2 separate regions of the Siniperca chuatsi genome follow, and region 2 is linked to region 1. The links are chromatin contacts, called in public Hi-C maps. All regions are on one chromosome and are shown on one strand. The core of a region is the stretch at or near the end of the contact, and the rest is flanking DNA. Distances in the headings are between cores, read along the strand shown. Region 1 overlaps trib1 (tribbles homolog 1). Region 2 holds the start of cibar1 (protein FAM92A).

What was found. Hi-C and Micro-C count contacts between places; a contact is called where the count stands out from the background.
Region 2: a contact with region 1 is called in a Hi-C map of an unstated tissue, with 8 times the contacts expected there. The contact joins the promoter of cibar1 here to the enhancer-like site in region 1. A contact is called at or near these places in 2 of 3 Hi-C or Micro-C datasets (skeletal muscle and an unstated tissue).

The regions. Positions count from the first base shown.
Region 1 is chrLG17:14,799,285-14,804,347 of ASM2008510v1, reverse strand. trib1 (tribbles homolog 1) reads left to right here. Exons shown (of 3, transcript XM_044170860.1): 3 at 137-2,793. The coding sequence ends at 611. Among protein-coding and RNA genes, the nearest start is that of trib1, 7.6 kb to the left of the region's middle. Within about 2 kb of position 3,372, the one cell type or tissue checked has an H3K27ac peak away from gene starts, as active enhancers do.
Region 2 is chrLG17:14,843,191-14,848,255 of ASM2008510v1, reverse strand. cibar1 (protein FAM92A) reads left to right here and starts at 2,446. Exons shown (of 9, transcript XM_044170861.1): 1 at 2,446-2,612; 2 at 3,190-3,424; 3 at 3,544-3,612; 4 at 4,783-4,884. The coding sequence starts at 2,584. LOC122863946 (a long non-coding RNA gene) reads right to left here and starts at 2,427. Exons shown (of 5, transcript XR_006375115.1): 1 at 2,306-2,427; 2 at 1,605-1,750.

The DNA of each region.
Region 1 (5,063 bases), core at 2,123-4,622:
TGTAGAAAGGGAACTGTCACATGTTTTGAGGAATAGCTGCTAAATGTACTAAAACAAAACATTTTTCAGTATTGCCTAAGCTGCTAAAGAGTTTTGGAAATGTCCTGACCTTATTTTGTTATACTTTTTGTTACAGGACACAGGTGAGACTAGAAAGCCTCGAGGACTGTCGCGTCCTAGAAGACCCCAACAATGACTCCATGTCAGATACCCACGGCTGCCCCGCCTACGTCAGCCCAGAGATCCTCAGCAGTTCCGCGCCTTACTCTGGCAAGATGGCCGACATGTGGAGCCTGGGGGTCATGCTGTACACCATGCTGGTTGGTCGCTACCCCTTCCACGACCCAGACCCAGCCACGCTGTTTTCCAAAATCCGCAGAGGCCAGTGCTGTTTGCCAGAGGGCTTGTCTACCAAGGCCAAGTGTCTGCTCCAGAGTCTGCTGAGGAAAGAACCCTGGGAGAGACTCACGGCGACTGAGCTGTTCGCTCACCCGTGGTTCCACGAGCCGCAATCGTCGCAGGAAGTGGCACTGGGTGAACAGGAAGTGAGCTCGGCAGAACAGATGGTGCCATCCTTTGACGTGGAAGAGGATGATGATCTGTTTTGCTGACGGACTTGATTCAGCTGAGTTTGGCTGAGGGACCAAAGCAAAAATTGCTATGAGGGATTCATTGTTTTGTTTTTTACATTGGCACTTTTTAGAAACCCATTTGTGTACTGTTGAGTGTACATACACCCCTCAAGCTTTCTACAAAAACTTACTGTACTGTATTTTGTTGTTGTATATGTGTTACTTGCTAAGGGCATTGTTCACAATGATCATTCGTTGTGTTTCTATATGTGCGTTTTTGAAATGATTTGGTGCTAAAAGAAATAACAAGGACTCAGAATTTGCCAGATTATGTTAACAAAATAATCCCTGCAGGCTACTATGACTATATCACAGAAGATTAACCCATGGCAAACAATAGTCACCAATGCTTTCTCTCAGCCTGGACTCACAAGGCTTCAGAAAGCATTAGATGAATCCTGAACGGGACACGAAGAGAGCGGGATGTTGTTCCTCTCACTCTCTGACCAGGCTGGAGGCTTCACCGGCTGACTCACTGACCGGCTCGAGGAAGGCCTAGTACAAGCTTGACGTCTCACAGCAGGCGGTGTCATAGAGTGAGAAAGATGGTTAGCTGAGGACTGATGTGTCACACTCAGCAGGAATGCTACAAAGGTGTTTCACTGCCAATCTGGCAGCGTCTCAGCAAATGGAGAGCTTTTACAAATCTCACACCATGCACAGAAGGTTGAGAAAGGCACGGTGTTACTGATGTAAGACTCACAGAAAAGTGGGCAGAGTTTGTCTCACACACACACACACATTCAACAATAAGCAGTGGCACTGGGCTAACACAAGTCTTTGTATATGGCTAACAGAGGAAGGTACGTTCTCATTTTGAACAGTTAAAACTAAAACATTTACCTTTTTTAAACATGCTCAAAGCTGAATATATCATATAAAAGGTTGCGTCCAAAGAGAAAGTGTCCATTAAAAGGGTCTGACCTTGCAAATTTGACTCTGATCAGTCTGTTCTGCTCTACTCAAATGCTGTGTGTGCAATTAGCCACAACTAAACCTAACACTAATGCTTCTGGTTTAAAATAAAATGCTGGAAGGAACTCTGGTTTTAAAGACTTGGTCACATGAGATGGTTAATTTGTACGCCTGAAGGAATGCTACATTAGGATTTTCATGGAAAAAGTAAAGAAATTCACAGAGAATTCAAATGGTACTTCCTATTGACTCAATATGAATTATCTCCCAATTCAACATTGTTTGTATTTTTTAAGAAATGTGTCTAATATCCAGTTAAGGAACCCATTACAGAAAAATGAAGACTTTCTCAGTTGAGCAGTTTAACCTGTTTTGTTCATTTCTGTTGGAACATTATGTCAAGCTGTGTTGCTTTAACAAAGCTGAGCTGTGCTGAGTGTTGTGCCCATATCACTGTGTTTCATAAACTGAATGGCTCTGAATCAGTCACAGTCAGGCGATATTTGAGGTTGGTTGTCTGATGATGACTCAACACTTGCAAGCATGTCTGTAGAGAATGGTCCTGACCTTGGCTGGAAGAATCTGTTCTGACTGTTTCACCTCTTTAATGGTACTTTTTCTTCCTTCCTTTTTATTTTTTTGCCATTGAAAGCTGTGGATCCCTGGAGACTAGTCATCATAGTTAGAGACATTATGTACCATGTTCTAAAATATGTTCTATCTTGGACTGTGACAGGCAGATACAGCGTTTCAGTGACTTTAGTCTTACAGGCTACTGTAGGTCTGCAGCCAGCTATTTCATTCTGGCACAATTATTTTGACAGCGGTACTAAATCTGGCATATCTGAGAAGTACCGTGCATAAAATGTTTGGGTCACGCAATAGGCAAATAAAACGTCTGTTGCAGTTCTTTAATTATTTTCTCTCATCTGATTGAGATACAAGATGAGACCGGCCTCATGACAATCTTAATTGTTCCTCACAGAAAAGTAATTTAAGAGATTTATGGTTTTCTAGTTCATACGTGTAGAGTGAATCACATTCATGTGACATGTAGAGTAAACTGACACGGGTGCACAAACTTCATATTGCACTGTGAATTATGTATTTGTGACACAACCTAGAGGCTATTATTACTCCAGACAGGTTACACACAAGAGATATATTCATTGTACAAAAGATGTAAATATGTATATTTGAAATATGTGTGGAGATGTTGAATAAAGATCACATTTTTTCATATTAACATGGCTTGTTTTTTTTCAGTACTGCTGCTTGTCTTTTTCACACACACACATGCAAACACCTGCGCATTACACAGCTCGACTGCATGCCTCGAAGGTTTTCCTGCAAGAATTCTCTCCATGCAGCTCTTCATCACTGTGAGAGAAAACAGTACATTTTTTCATTTTCCTCAGCGCTTTCAATTTCATCCTTGCAAGGGAAAAGATTCTCCTCTCTCCATCTCTGCCTCTAACCGTTTACTCTTCTCTGACCTTTGCGTAATGTAACATTTAACTCCTCAAACACAAAAATGTCAATAGTGGGTCAGTGTCTTTTCCTGGAATACGCAAGGGGGAGCTTATACACCACTCTTGTTCTTTTTTCCTCAGCTTCAGAACTTGAGGTCAACTCATCAAACACTGAACACCAGCACTATTTAAACTCAAATACACATATTCTTTTTTATCTAATCCAGTTTTGCTTATGAGTCATTGTTTGACCTATAAGAGCTTTGCATGTCTCTACCGTCTGTGTACTATGACTACCCCAGGCATGGCTGGCCGGGGCTTGCGTAAGCATTGTGTGCGTGTTCATGAGCATACCTGCCTGCATGTCTACATTTGTGTGTGTGTGTGTGTGTGTGTGTGTGTGTGTGTGTGTGTGTGTGTGTGTGTGTGTGTGTGTGTGTGTGTGTGTGTGTGTGTGCATGCGAGCACAAGAGTCAGATTAGGTATCAACAGGATAGCTGGAGTGTCTCAGCTTCTGGGAAGCTGCCAAACCAACAATTGCCCAACCCGTCAGAGTTGGGCTCCTCCAGGGATAACAACAGGGTGCCCAAAACATAATCTAGTAGTAGGTCGATTAATGAATATCTGAAGAAATGTGTGTGTGCGGGGGGTCTGTCAATCAGGGTTTAAAAATGTAATGATAAGGAAAGAGTTAGACATTTTGGGAAATATGAGTATTCCCTTTCTTGCCGCCAGTTAGATGAGAAGATTGATACCACTCACATATTAGTATGCTGAAATGAAGCCGGTGTTCTGAAGATTTATGCTGCCTTATTGGAAAATGCTACCATAGTGCAAATTGATAGAGTCTTATCCTAAACCTAGCCCTAACCCTAACCCACCGGCTGCCAGTTAGCTTAGCTAGCATAAAAATTGGAAAGCAGCTAGCCCGAAGGTAACTAAATCTGCCTACAATCACCTTAAAAGCAAAGAGTCAAGCACATAACTGCTACAATGTATTGTTTTAACACTCAGTTCTTTGTAAGGATTAAACAAACGAGATATAGGATTGATTTTAAGATCTTATTGATTACTTTTAAGGCTCTCCATGGCCTGGCTCCAGACTATATTTTAGACCTTGTAATCGCTTATGAACCTTCACGTAGTTTGAGATCTTCGGGTAGGGGTCTCCTGTCTGTTCCTGAGTCCAGGTTGAAAACTAAGGGGGACAGAGCTTTTACTATCAGGGCCCCGAGGCTCTGGAACAACTTGCCTGAAGAAATTAGGTTGTCTGAGTCAGTGTCTTCATTTAAGTCTCTTCTCAAAACACATTTTTATCTGAAAGCATATCCTGATTTTACCTGAACTGGCTGTTTATTTTATTGTTTATTTTATTGCTTTTGTGTATATTATGTGTTTTATTTCTTGTGGTATTTTATTTCTCTTGTTGTGAAGCACTTTGTACTCATGTGGTCATGTCTTAGGTCATCAAAATGAAGCATGTTCCTGGGGTTTGCTTTATATTTTCAACATCATTGATGCCACCTTCCTCATCAATATGTACCTTCATTCAGGATACCTCATTGGCCACAACCAGAAAAGCCACATTAAGGCGTCAGTTTTTGTTGTGTTAACATGTAGAAATATTTCTTGTTAATATGTGTTAACACGCATTTTAATGTAGTTTAAACAACAAATCCCTAAAAGACGTTATTTGTGCAAATGGCTTTCCATACACCCATGACTCACTTTATTACAGCCCTTATCTAAACATATGGAGTGTGTTGGCAGTAAGGTCATGAACTAAGGCTGGGTTTTTTGTTATTTGCATTATTACTAGTTTTCCAACTAGTCCAAGTTTTACTTCGACTCTCTATTGCATGTTAACAAGCGCAGTTCTGTGGTGGTAGGCACATTTTGTTGCTTTTGGACATAGCTATACTAGCAGATCACCCTGTTTCCAGTCTTTGTGTTAAGCTAAGCTAACCATCTGTAAACAGTAGCTTTATATTTACCATTCATACGTGGGAGTTGTATCACTGTTCACATCTAACTCTCAGCAAGA
Region 2 (5,065 bases), core at 1,197-3,696, 45 kb before region 1:
GGACATGTATGTTGTTTTGTATGATTCATCCAAGTTGTATCTGTGTTATTATTTTGCACACTGAGCTGAGTAAACACGGTTTCATTCTGCTGTGTACATGTAAGATCTTGAATGACAATAAAGTTTATCGTGTACCTTCATAATTTTGCATGATGGTGTTTAATCAAAACTCAAACAAGATTTAATATATTTTCCAGGGAATTCGTCACAATACTCTATAATCAGCATAAAACTAAGGGTGGTTACTTGAATGTACCCAAGAAGTCATGTAGGATAGTTATAGGTAGGTATTTTTATTAAATTATCAAAAAAAGCATAATCCCTCGGCTGCAACAGGAGATGGTTATATTAGAAGCATTTAACGAAAAAATGAATTTATACCAGCATCAGCTGTGCCACAGAGTATAAACCAGATCCTCTTGGGATTCCAGGCACACAGCTCAATGCAATGACCATGTTTTACATCGCCAATCTGTTACAGTGGGATCTCCCCTGCTTCAATCCCATGGATGATTAAGCGTGATAATTAAGGTTTTTGGACATTTTCCACAGAGGAGCAGACGTGGCAGCTGGTGACATTCATGCATTCCCAAACACAGAGGAGGGAATTACAATGAGGCCTCCATTCATTTCAGTGATCACAAAGTCTGCTCTTGGCAACAGTTCAAAAACAGTCAAGCTGTTGTTGAAAAGGTCTATTTGTGGCTCTCTTTGTTGCAATATAGGCAATGTACCTTGATCTATTTGGGGAATTATAGAAACCATAGAAAGCAGCCAAATATTTGTATTTTCCAGCAGGGATATTCACTTGCTATTGCCCAGGAAAGAAACCATGGAGATTATCAAATTACTTGTTTGATATTTTGGTTAATATCTAATATGCATGGCACAATATTACAGATTTCACAACTGCTTTTGCAGCTTGTCTTTTGTTAGCTGGTTAAGAGTTGGACATTTAAATGTAGGCTCAGTGGCCCAACAAAATGATCAATCAAATAATTTATCAGTGAGCTCAAAGAGCCCAAATCAGAAATGGTACAGAGCTACCAGCTTGAAATGTTCTTTTTTTAATGAAGGCTTTTGATTAGTGGCATTGTGTGTCTGTTTCATTTTGGGTATGCCCATGTTGCTGTAGAGGAAAATGAAGAGATGGATACTGGCAAAACAGACACAGTAGCTACAAAATATAAATGACAGATGTCCCTTACAGAAGTAGACCTAGGAATAAGATTTATAGGTCACAAAAACCATTTCAGAAACACCACCAGTGAAACAGGTGGAAAACGTGTTGGTGTTGGATGAATGGGGGATTCATAACAATAAAAACGTCATTACTGATTCAATAGGAAGTCGTGGTCTCAGTTAGATACTACACTAATAGATTTACACTCTACAGCCTTGAAACACCCTGAACTTTCAAACCAGAGACAGGACATTATGTAGAGTACACTATACTTTACAATAAGGAGCCATGTCATTTTATAACAGAAGTAGTGAAAGAAGTATGCATGTGCTTACTAGCAATACCACATTGTAAAAATACTTAATAACAAGTTCAATTCCTGCATTTGAAATCTAACTTAAGTAAAGGTACTGTGTTCTACCTGTGGCTCAGCAGGTAGAGCAGGCTGTCCAATAACGGCAGGGGTGGCGGTTCGATCTCCAGTTCCTACTGCCATTGAGCAAGACGCTGAAACCTAATTGCTTCTGATGGTTTGGTCACCCCTTTACATGGTAGCTCCACCGCCATCTGTGTGTGTGAATGGGTGAATGAGAGGTACATTGTAAGGAGTTTTGGATAAAAGTGTTATATAAATGCAGTCTAGTCCCCAATTATCTGCAAAATATACTTAAAGAATAAAAAGTAGGATTATATTTAAATTTGTATTACTGATTATACAGTCAAAAGTTGCTGTGTTATAATATTATTTGTTTATTATTTTTGATGGATCAACATGTAGGCAACATTTTAATCTTGTATTTGGTCAAGGTGGATATAGTATGCTTTTTGGCAGCTTTATACTTTTGTGTATTTTAATCTATTACAATCCATTATATTATTGTATGTATATCTGTTAAGCGACTACTAAGATCTCTAATGAATGTGGGGTAAAAAGTGCAATATTTTACTTTGAAATGTAGTGGTGTAGTAACACAGGTACAGTACAGTAGCCTACTAAGAACATTTAGTTATTTAACTAAGTACAGTACAGTACTTGAATAAATGTAGCCTATTTAGTTACTTTCCACGACTACATTATATGCTATATCACCGACACAAGCAAAACACACTATGTTGGCTCACCTTCAACTTTCTGAAACAAAGTGCTCAGAGCTGACTCTTTTTTTCGTCGTAGCAACAACTTCAAAAAGGAGAACAGGCCGAGGAGAGAAAAAACAACGACTCAATCTCCCAGAATGCATTCCTCAAGCGGAAACGCCGGGAACTCCATGGAAACGGCAGATTGGCGTGCTAGCCAGGGAGAGAAGAAGCATAGTTAGCTAGCTAGCGTTAAATCTGGGTCCCGATAAACTTGGCTGATTGGACACTGAATATATTTCATTTACTGCCTTTCTGCAAAGATGAGTCGTACACCCGATGCAAGAGCGAGGTAAGAGATAGTCAACGCGTTAAATTAAATCCTCCGTTAACGTTAGTGCTCGGTAAGTTAACGTTAGCGTCTCTTTCACCCTTTACAATAGGTTAATTCAAGATATAGCCGGTAACGAGTCGTCCGTTATTCATTTGTAGGTGTAAACACAAGACCCCTTTAGTGGACCATGTTTGGGAAGAATGACAATCTTCATTCTCCCAAAACTGACTTTTCTCTATCAGCCACAAGCCGCTGAAAAGGATTTCCGTTTATAATCCTCAAAATAAAGCGCAAATGCTAACGTTACCTTTTAGAAAATGGCCTTTTCTCAAACAGTAACTAACACTAGCTAATAGCTGTTACTAAATAAATTTTAGTTTAGGTTTTACTACACGTATCTGGCAAGCTAAGTGTCTGTGTCATCAACGATGATGAAATAATAGGCTTTATGAAATCATGATGAGGTTAGAACATTCAAACTCCTATGTCTCAATATATACTCTCTTCCCCGCACAAAGGTATTAAACAAATGCACTTTTGTGTCCCCAAATACTATTTAATTATTGCTGTTAATGTTGTCCTTCACCCTCTTCAGGGACAACCAGACAAGAAAGATCCAGGAAAACATCACCAATGTGGAGAAACATTTTGGAGAGATGTGCCAAATGTTTGCTGCCTATGTCCGTAAAACAGCCAGACTACGAGACAAGGCAGATCTCCTGGTTCGGGAAATCGGCATGTATGCAGACACAGAAACGCCAAACCTGAAGAAGGGTTTGAAGCAGTTTGCTGACCACATGGCCAAGATTGAAGACTACAGGCAAGCTGAGGTAAAACTAAAGAATTATATTTCCTGCTGCTTTGATTTCAATGATAATTTCATATTCACAGCCACAGTCTAAATTTGTTGGGTAGGACAGATCCTAATGTGAAGTTATTTTCCTCACAGGTGGAAAGACTTGAAGCCAAAGTCATAGAGCCATTAAAAAGTTATGGAGCTGTAGTTAAACGTAAAAGGGTAAGTGTTGCTTTGAGCTGCAGCCATGCTGACATCTAGACTGATTCCAAGTGAGCCAAATGACAAGGACAAAGCTTAATCCATGTTCCAGCTACAATTATTGTAGCAATTAGTACAACAACTCCTTAATTAGAAACTACAGAATGATTTTACTATAAATGATTGTAAGGCAAAAATGTTTAAATACATTCACTTCTGTGTAATTTATCAGAGCACTGACATTACTTTTCTGTCTTATTCTTGCTTGTTAAGATCTCACATTTTAAGCACAGCTATACAGAATGCTGCACCAGCTGCCAGTGACAGAAAATGAAAGATGCCTTGGCCCATATAATTGTGTTTCAGGTCCATCTATATAACTGCAGCTTTTTGAAGTACATGTTTCAAGATTAAATGTGCTCTGGCCTTCAAGGATGCTGCAATTGTGTCACCACAATGAGAATAGGGGTTTAGGAGGCAGTTTGGGAGACTGTCAATGTTATTACCACTGCATGGCCACATGAGGGCAGTATTGATTTAATGATAATAACCCACTGGCACATCAGCCTTTCTTTGTGCCATTGTCAGTATCTCCCCTCTCAGCATCTTGTTTTAACCAGGATTAAAATACATTTTATGGTTTGAAAAAAAAATCCATTCAGTCCATTGTTTCTTTGTGACTTTTGGAGTCTTTCTCATACAGTGTTGCCGTAAATAATCATCTTAGTCATGTTGTCTCGTGTTCTGTCGCCCACAGTTGCAAAGTACTGTCAGTAGTACCTGTTTTTTCTCATCTTTTTTTTCTTTTTTCTTTTTTTTTACTAAAATACCCTCAAACTGTGATTGCGATTGGTCATTTGTTATACAGGCAGAATGAGTGTGCCAAAATTGAATTCAGTCTGGCTAAATTAAGTTATTTAGTCATGAAAAAAGTGAACTTGGCTAAATAGAATTTTCTGTCAATGCTGAAACAATATATAATTCTTTAATATATCATTCCTTTAACATTACCAACTGTGTCAGAGTACAGATAACACAAAAACCTTCACAACAGGGTGTACTTGAGCTACACCAAATGTTTGTTAGATTATGTCCTTTAGTATTTGAAAACACAAATGTATAAATAATTGACTATCATTGTTAAGTCTCATAATGACTACTGTGTCATTGTGTGCTTGTGCATCCATGCAGGAGGATCTGAAGACTACTCAGAGTGCCAGAGACAGAGAAGCCAAACAGATGGCTCAGCTTGAGAGGACCAGACAGAGAAACCCCTCAGACAGGCAGATCATTGTATCCTTGCTTTGTTTCTCAAATTCTCTAATATCAAACAGACAAAAGACTTTTAAAGTTACAACAACCACCAATATACTTTTTAGTGTAGGTGACATCTTGGGTATAGTTTAATTCAGTTAGTTATTGATATTAATTCATGTTGCAACAGGAAAATAAACTTGGATCCATTTTGAATGTT